Regions from separate parts of the Mus musculus genome. Here region 2 is linked to region 1. A link is a contact called in public HiCAR-type data. All regions are on one chromosome and are shown on one strand. Each heading gives the region's core, a stretch centred on a gene start, on an enhancer-like site or on the middle of the called end of the contact. The rest is flanking DNA. Distances are from core to core; before and after follow the strand shown. Region 1 holds the start of B3gat2 (beta-1,3-glucuronyltransferase 2 (glucuronosyltransferase S)). Region 2 holds the start of Smap1 (small ArfGAP 1).

Region 1 (3,665 bases), core at 315-2,814:
CGGACAGGGCAAGACACCTCGGGGCAGACTTCTCCACCCACCAACACCCCTTCTCCACCCACCGCAGCCAGCCGAAGAGGCTGTGGACTGCCCATCTTCAGCTGCTCCACGCCGAGTGCGGGATGCGTGCTCGAAGGGACTGAGAACTCAAAAGTGTACAGGAAGCACAAAGGGCATGCAGACCTTCGGGGCCCAACCGCCCCTTGTCCCCCCTCCCCCCCACACACACCCTACACCCCACCATCGGCGCTGGACCACTACCTCCTGGAAGAGCTCCAGACTGTACGTGTTGTCATCGTCGGCGAAGAAGAGCACGCCGGGTTGCGCGCTCTGATGCTGATGCCTCTGGCGCAGCCAGGCGAGGCCCGCGTTGCGCTGTTCGGTGGCGCGCGGCAGCCACGGTCGCTTGTAGCGCCGCGGCGTGGGCACATGCAGGTGCGTGTTGGGCAGGCCGGCCCGAGCTAGGAAGCTGCTCACCAGCTCGCTGCGCGTCGCCCGGTCCTCCACCAGGATCCAGTGCAACTGCGCCACCTGGCGGAAGGTGTTGGCCAGGCGAGTGAGCTCGGCTTTCTGCACCGGGCGACTGTAGGTGGGTGTGATGGCATAGATGGTGGGCAAGCGCGGCTCCGGCTGCAGCTGAGGCCGAGACTCGTTCCGCTTCTCGGCAGCGTCACGCCCGGGGCTACTCCGTCGGAGCGGGACTCGGGAGCCCCCGCAGCCCACTGCATGGGGAGAGAAGTAGGGACGGGAAGTGAGTTGGGGCGCGGGCCTGCGGGGGTCCACGTCCAACATGATGATGACAATCAGGATCCAGGGCAGGAGGATGAAGAAGCGGCTGCACAGCGCGGACTTCATGGTGCGCGCTCCCCAGCGTCTCGGACACCACCCCCTGCAAGGACTAGGCTCCGGGTAGGGGACCTCTGTGTGCAGTTAGGACAGCGGCAGCGTCTGCAATCAGGGAGAAGCCGCAAGCGCGCTCCCCTTCCGGACTGGGGCGTTGCGGGGACCTGGGCGTTGTGGGGTCGGCGCAGATGCAGGGCAAGCTAGAACTCCAGGGGGTGCAGGAGGACCGGCTAGGGTCTTGGGTCACTCTGGATGAAGTCGGCGGGAATCTGGACACGGTCCAGCCGCACTCCGCAGGTCCCGGAGTTGTGCCGAGTGCAAGCCAGGCGGCGGTCCCCGCTGCGCTCTTTTCCCGAGTGCGAGCCTGGAACGTACCAGGCGTTGTACCTTGCCGCTCCTGTCCCGCGTCGCTGAGGGCTAAGAGGATCCAGCTGCTGGCCTGGGCGAGCGTTCCGGGACCCCTTTGAAGGCGGTTGCCGGGAATGCTGAGGGCTTTCCTCCGTCACATGTCGGCCGGTGCAGCTGCGATCCCGGGTGGACACCGAGGATGCTGCGTCCCTAAGCTCCCGTTCGAGCGCCGCGGCAGAAACCTGTGCCGCTCTCTCCTTCTCGGAACCTCTCCCGGCTCCAGACAGCAAGATCCCAAAGCAGGGAAAGAAAGAAAAAGCGAGGGGGCGGGGGCGCTGCAGACTCGGGCGTCCTCCTAGTGCTCCGGTGGGAAGATAGCAGCGCTGCTACTGGCGGAGAGGGGCTGCGGGGCGGAGGCGGGAAGGGCCAAGGCTCTCTGCGGGGTCTGAGCCCGGTGGCACCAGGCGCTGCCTGCGGGCAGAGGCAGGGGGAGGGAGGAGGATCTCTGCTGGGTTGCGCGACCTCTGCCTGGGGTGTGTGTGTGTGTGTGTGTGTGTGTGTGTGTGTGTGTGTGTGGAGGTGGTGGGTGCTGTTTTCAGATCGCCCCAGGGTTCAGCTCACTGAACTGCTGCAGGGTCTTTGGAGATCAGCCAAGGAAACCCATTCACGTGTGACAAGTCCGGAGTCCTAAAGAGGGCAGAAGGAGAAAGAGGGAGGGGACAAAGCGGTCCTTCCCTGGCTTGAGGGTTGGTGTACAGAACCTCAGCAAAGAGAACCACTTTCTCTTGAAAGGCAGAAATCAATAGAATCCCACAGAGATGGAGGGGGTGCCGCACATAGGTGTCTGGCATGTGTGCCAGCCCATTCCAAGGAATCAATCGCAACTGCTCGGCCACAGTTGGATCTGTGGGGGACATTTTGACAACTCCGGCTGAGTATGTGTAACTTGCTTTTGTTCATGTTGGAGCCTTCCCAGTTTGCAGGCACAGGAATTATCCCCCAGGACCATCCCTGTAATCCTTTCAAGGAGGCTTTGGAGGTGGAATCACCTTCATTTTCTGGATGAAGGAGCAGAAGATGGAGACTTAAGGGAATTTCCTGAGGTCAGTGGTAACTGACTTAGTGGAAATAGAACGTGGGCGTCCTGGATAGAACCCACTGCCTCTTCACTGCACATCATCAGCACAGCCTGGCTGTGAGTGACCGGTCTTCCTAGGTGATGCCATCAGATCAAGTGGGTCAGAGGATGGCAAGCGGAAATACCTGGAAGACCCTCTCATATATAGAGAATCTATTAGCCGAACGAACCCCAGGCTGTTCTCATTCCAAGCACATTCCAGGGAGTCTGAGGAAAGCACCCCCACCCCCAATGAATCATTTCTGATTCCGTTTTCCTCCGCAACCCGACTTTCTCTGTCGCATGAAAATCCTTTTGACTATGTTCCTGAGGAACAAGCAGCACGCTGGGGCAGATCCTCCACCTTCACGTGGCTGTGTCCTGCATCTTGGGTTCGGTGTCTGGCACTGCGCACCTGTGAATTTTCACAACTACTCTCTTATGTTGTGGGGTAGTCACTAGAGAAGACTGCTCCGACTTGGGTTGAAGCAAATATATAAAGCATTTATTAGCCAGCCGGTGACTACATTGGGTGTTTGAATCCCAAGGTAGCGCTGAGGCTTTCTCAGGGTGAGCGTTTAAGCAAACAACAACAACAACAACACCAAAAAACAAAAAAATAAAACAAAACAAAAAACCAAACCTAAACAACAAAAGCCACGTTCTGGGTTGACATACTTCAGTTAACAAGAACAGTGCGTCAGAATCGGAACTACAAAAGGTAAAAAGCAAGGTTAGTGCATTTTGAGACTTCCCGTGACTATATGGACTTTGATGGATTGGGCCTTTGTTTCCGTTTTGGCAGGTGGTACGGTCTACATGCTGAGCTTTATACCCTGAACGGTGCTTCCGCCGAGGCAGTTGTGTTAAGGTCTAGGTGCCTACTAGGGGCCTTGTTACACTTAGATACAGACATCTAATAGTGAGTTCTCAAACGTTCTCCCTTTCTCCACAAACCAACTAAGTCCTAGCCTTCAGTCCCACCTTTCCTGTGTCACCCAGAGCCCAATGTTGTGCAAAGTGGTGAGGCCAAGATCCTAAAACAGTGATCCCATTAGACTCCCTGCTGTATTCTACCTCAGAGTGTGATGGCTGTGCCAGCATCCCAAGGGGAAGAAAACTGAGGGGAATCTCTACAGACTTTTCTTAAACTCCAGACAGTAACACACAAATGTGTCCAATCCCCTTCTCTTTCCCAAAGTTGTTATGAATCCTTCCCAACTTTGTTGGACATCTCAAATTCGGTTGAAGAGAGATGCCTAGAGATATTGGGGGTGAAACTCAGTGGGATGGATGTCTTTGGTAGTCTGCACCTATAAAACCCCATCTGAATTGTGTTTCCCCCAGGAATGGGGCT
Region 2 (3,665 bases), core at 470-2,969, 160 kb before region 1:
CTCTCTCTCTCTCTTCCAGGTTGCTAAACTACATTTTCGGTGTTTCCTGCCTCATCTTGTTGTCATAATGTGGTGGTTTGATGAGACTATCTCCCATAGGCTGAGATGTTTGCATAATTGGTCCCTAGTTAGTGACACTGTTTGGGTAAGTTTAGGAGGCATGGCCTTGCCGAGGCAGTATGTCACATGTGTAAGGTTTGAGTTGTAAAGCCTTTCTGTGTTCCCAGCATGCTCTGCTTCCAAGATAGCCTCCAGCTTCTGCTCCAGTGACTGTGTCTTCTGCTCTCTGCCAATGCTTCCCTGCCATGATCCGCTTTTATGTCTTTGGAATCTTAAGCCCAAGAGGGATAGGTAGAGCGTATCACAGAGAATCCTGCTTCCTGCCATTCTTAGCATCTCTCCTACCTCAGGCCAGGGCTATGTTTATTCTACTTACATAAGGCCCACACATAGTATTGCTCATACTTACTACACAGCAAGCCGAATCACTCCAACTGTTTCACTGAGTTCAACCTTAGTAAACCTGATGGGCTATCATCGAGAATGTCTTCCTTTTTAAAACTGTCTTTCCTTGCAGGGAAGAATGTCGTTTACATTGTGTTATGTAGGAACATCTTCTGAAACACACTGTCAGTTTCAGAAGCCTTGTGCTTGGCCTTCTTGCAAAGGACCATCACAGCTGGGCCTGTTGACTATTTATGTTCCACCATAGGGAGGGTATATGGAGACTTATGGAAGGGAACCCCTACCACACTATTCAGTCACTGTTGTATGTGGTTCTGCCCTGCTTGTATCTGGTCTCAGGGAGGGGCTAGAGGATATACCTGGGGGAAGATGGAGGGAGGGAATTCCATGTCAGGTTCCTAAGGACCATCATCCTTGCTATGTGCAGACCTTCCAGTGTGGCTATTCTAAGGTCATCTATGCTCCTATCCATACCCCTTACCAGTTGCTCTTTAAGCCTAATAAGCTCATTGGTTCTCCTGGGTGAACTTTGTTGGAATTATACCTAAGTTTGTCTTTAGGATCTTACGAGAAGGAACAGGCTTAAGTTTCTCCCAGGGAAGGGATCCTAGCAGCACACAATTTCTTAAAGTGACATCCCTTTAATAATTCACTTTTTGATCACTTTCCCTCTTCCTAGGCGGGGTATATTGCCTGGTTTTAACTCTTCCACTTGTAGCATGGCCAAGTGACTTGACTGTTTTGCCTCATTTTCCTGTATATGAGATTATCAATATTGTTGAGGGAGGTAGGGTTTATTACGTTACCTCTCCCCCCCAAACATGTCTATTTTCCTCTAAAACGTAAGACACTTTTAGCCCCATTTCATTCCATCCGCTTCTAGTATACCGTTTCCAAACTCCCGATGCACACACATGGGATGCATCTACCCATTATAACTATATATATATAACTATAATTTGGACATTTCCAGTGCTGTGTACACAAATGCAAAGACTGTGAAAAATGCAAAGACTGTGAAAGTCGCTTCCCGGTAAAAAAAAAAAATTCTTCCACTTTCAGGTCTCTAGAGGCTTCAAGCGACGATCAGGTGTCAAGAGTGGGGAATCTCGCCCCGGGGAGCGTCAGACGCTTCTCTGGAATCACCTTGGGAGTCTCCCGGCACGCGGGCAGCTGGGCGCATGCGCAGCGCCCAGCGCTGCGTCCTCCCGGAAGCGGCGGCTCTTCCCGCCCCGCCCCTCGCCGGCTCGGGCGGAGCGTGCGGCGGGCCCGGCGAGGAGGCGGGACACGTCGGCGCTGGCTCGGCCGCCGCCGCCCCTCCTCCGGTTCCAGCCGCCGCCGCCACCGCCGCTGCCGCCGCTTCCTGGGCCGAGTCCGTCCGCGGCCCCAGCGGCGTCAGGTGCCCTCGCCCGCCCGGCCTCGCCAGCGCCGTCCGCCCGTCCGCTCGCCCGCGTCCGGGCCCGCCGCCCCGCCGCCGACATGGCGACACGCTCCTGTCGGGAGAAGGCTCAGAAGCTGAACGAGCAGCACCAGCTCATCCTGTCCAAACTGCTGAGGGAGGAGGACAACAAGTACTGCGCCGACTGCGAGGCCAAAGGTAGCGCGCGGGCTTGGTGGCCGCTCGGCCGGGGCCTCCTGCGGCTGTGACCTTCCCACCCTCCGCGGCGTCTCGTCCGCGCCGGCTCTCCCGGGAGGGCGGGCGGCCTCTGGCTCTCGGCTAGCACGGAGGTCGCGGCCTCAGCCTCCGGCTCGGAGCCGGCGTCGCGCCGCTGCCACCGCCTTGGGCCGCCGGCTGGGCGGTGCTGATAGGGCTGTGGGAGCCCTCCTGCCTCAGCCTCAGCGACTCCGTGGGTGGAGTCGCCCTTAGGTCCCTGTCCTCTTGGCGACCCTCCCTTCCTCCCACGAGATCGCGTCGTCCTCCCTTTCCCCAGTGGTGCGGTGTCCCAGATGGAGCCCTACCTGCCTGCCCACCTGACAGCTCTTGCACAGGGCGTTTACTTCTGTTTCTGAAAAAGAACAGTGTTTTGGGGTGGTTTGAGATGTCACTGCATAACATAATCGAGATAGGGTTTTCATTATTTGTGTATACTATGTATAACACACACACACACACACACACACACACACACTCACACTCTCTTATTCTGGATGTTATAGTGTCCTAAGGAAAGTGTGTTATGTTCATAAAGAGTTCAGTCGTTAGATTCCCCCAGACGACCCATTGGCGAATTTGTGGACACTGGTCTGTCCACTTCATAAATGTGGAAGGTGCATTTTAAGATACTGAGAAGAAGAAGAAGAAAAAAAAACCCCACTATTTTTAGTTCAGGTGGAGGTTTCTGCTTGAGCCTTTGAAATAGATAAATTATTTTTAGCTGATAGTTTTTGTTTGGAGATGTGGTTTATTTCTAATGTAAGTAATATCATGGAGAGTAATGGAGATTTAAAAATCCTACTTCTATGTAGTTAGGAAAATGTACATTTGATTTTTCTCTGGGAAATAGGTAGTTGCTGGGAGCAGAGACAGCCATTGTGAGCGAGGATTAAGATTTCTGCATTATTTAACTACTTTTCTAGAGTTTTTACTGTTTTCTCTCAACACTGAGCAAAAGAGTCCATTGCAGTAGGCTGGGTTATATGTGAATAAATTAAGTCTCATAACATCAGCATCATCTCTCTGTCATAACAGCTACTTCCTTACTGGGCGAAATCACATGTACACACTTTAATTGGGATTTTTATGAAGCACTTTACAGCATTATAGTAACTTGACTGTGAGGTTATCCCATGTAATCCTTAGGCAAGGCATTTAAAAGAAAAGGCATGCCTGATTTTTGTAGTAATATTTATTTGCTTGCTTGGTACTTGATTCTTGCATGTGGTTATTAGGAAATAGTGTTCTGTATTGAAGCTCAGTCACTCTCTTATCTTTTTACTTGTAAAACACTTAAAAAAAATAGGTTATTAGAAGCTAAGAAAAGGAACAAGGGCCAGAGTTAGTTTATGTTTCATCACCTTGAGTCCTAACACAGTTAAGTAAAGACTCTGGTCTGGGAAGCTGTGGCTAAAGAGCATCCAGGGCTGCAGAGATGGTCTAGGGTCAGAACACCGGCTGCTCCCGAGCCACATAGCAGCTCTCTCTGTAACTCTAGGAACAGCAGGTCCCAGGCCCTCTGCTGGCCCCTGTAGCCACCAGGCAT

The links. HiCAR-type assays count read pairs that join an accessible place to other places.
Region 2: a HiCAR-type map of astrocytes shows a contact between it and region 1, with 2.3 times the contacts expected there. The contact joins the promoter of Smap1 here to the promoter of B3gat2 in region 1. A contact is called at or near these places in 2 of 39 promoter capture datasets (embryonic stem cells and pre-B cells), 4 of 484 Hi-C or Micro-C datasets (cerebellum, cortical neurons and embryonic stem cells), 1 of 115 datasets of contacts at active chromatin or transcription factors (astrocytes) and 2 of 9 other capture datasets (adipose tissue and pancreatic islet).

The regions. Positions count from the first base shown.
Region 1 is chr1:23,759,825-23,763,489 of GRCm38.p6, reverse strand. It overlaps B3gat2 (beta-1,3-glucuronyltransferase 2 (glucuronosyltransferase S)), which reads right to left and starts at 1,564. Exons shown (of 4, transcript NM_172124.2): 1 at 262-1,564. The coding sequence starts at 855.
Region 2 is chr1:23,920,435-23,924,099 of GRCm38.p6, reverse strand. Smap1 (small ArfGAP 1) reads left to right here and starts at 1,719. Exons shown (of 10, transcript NM_028534.3): 1 at 1,719-2,062. The coding sequence starts at 1,945.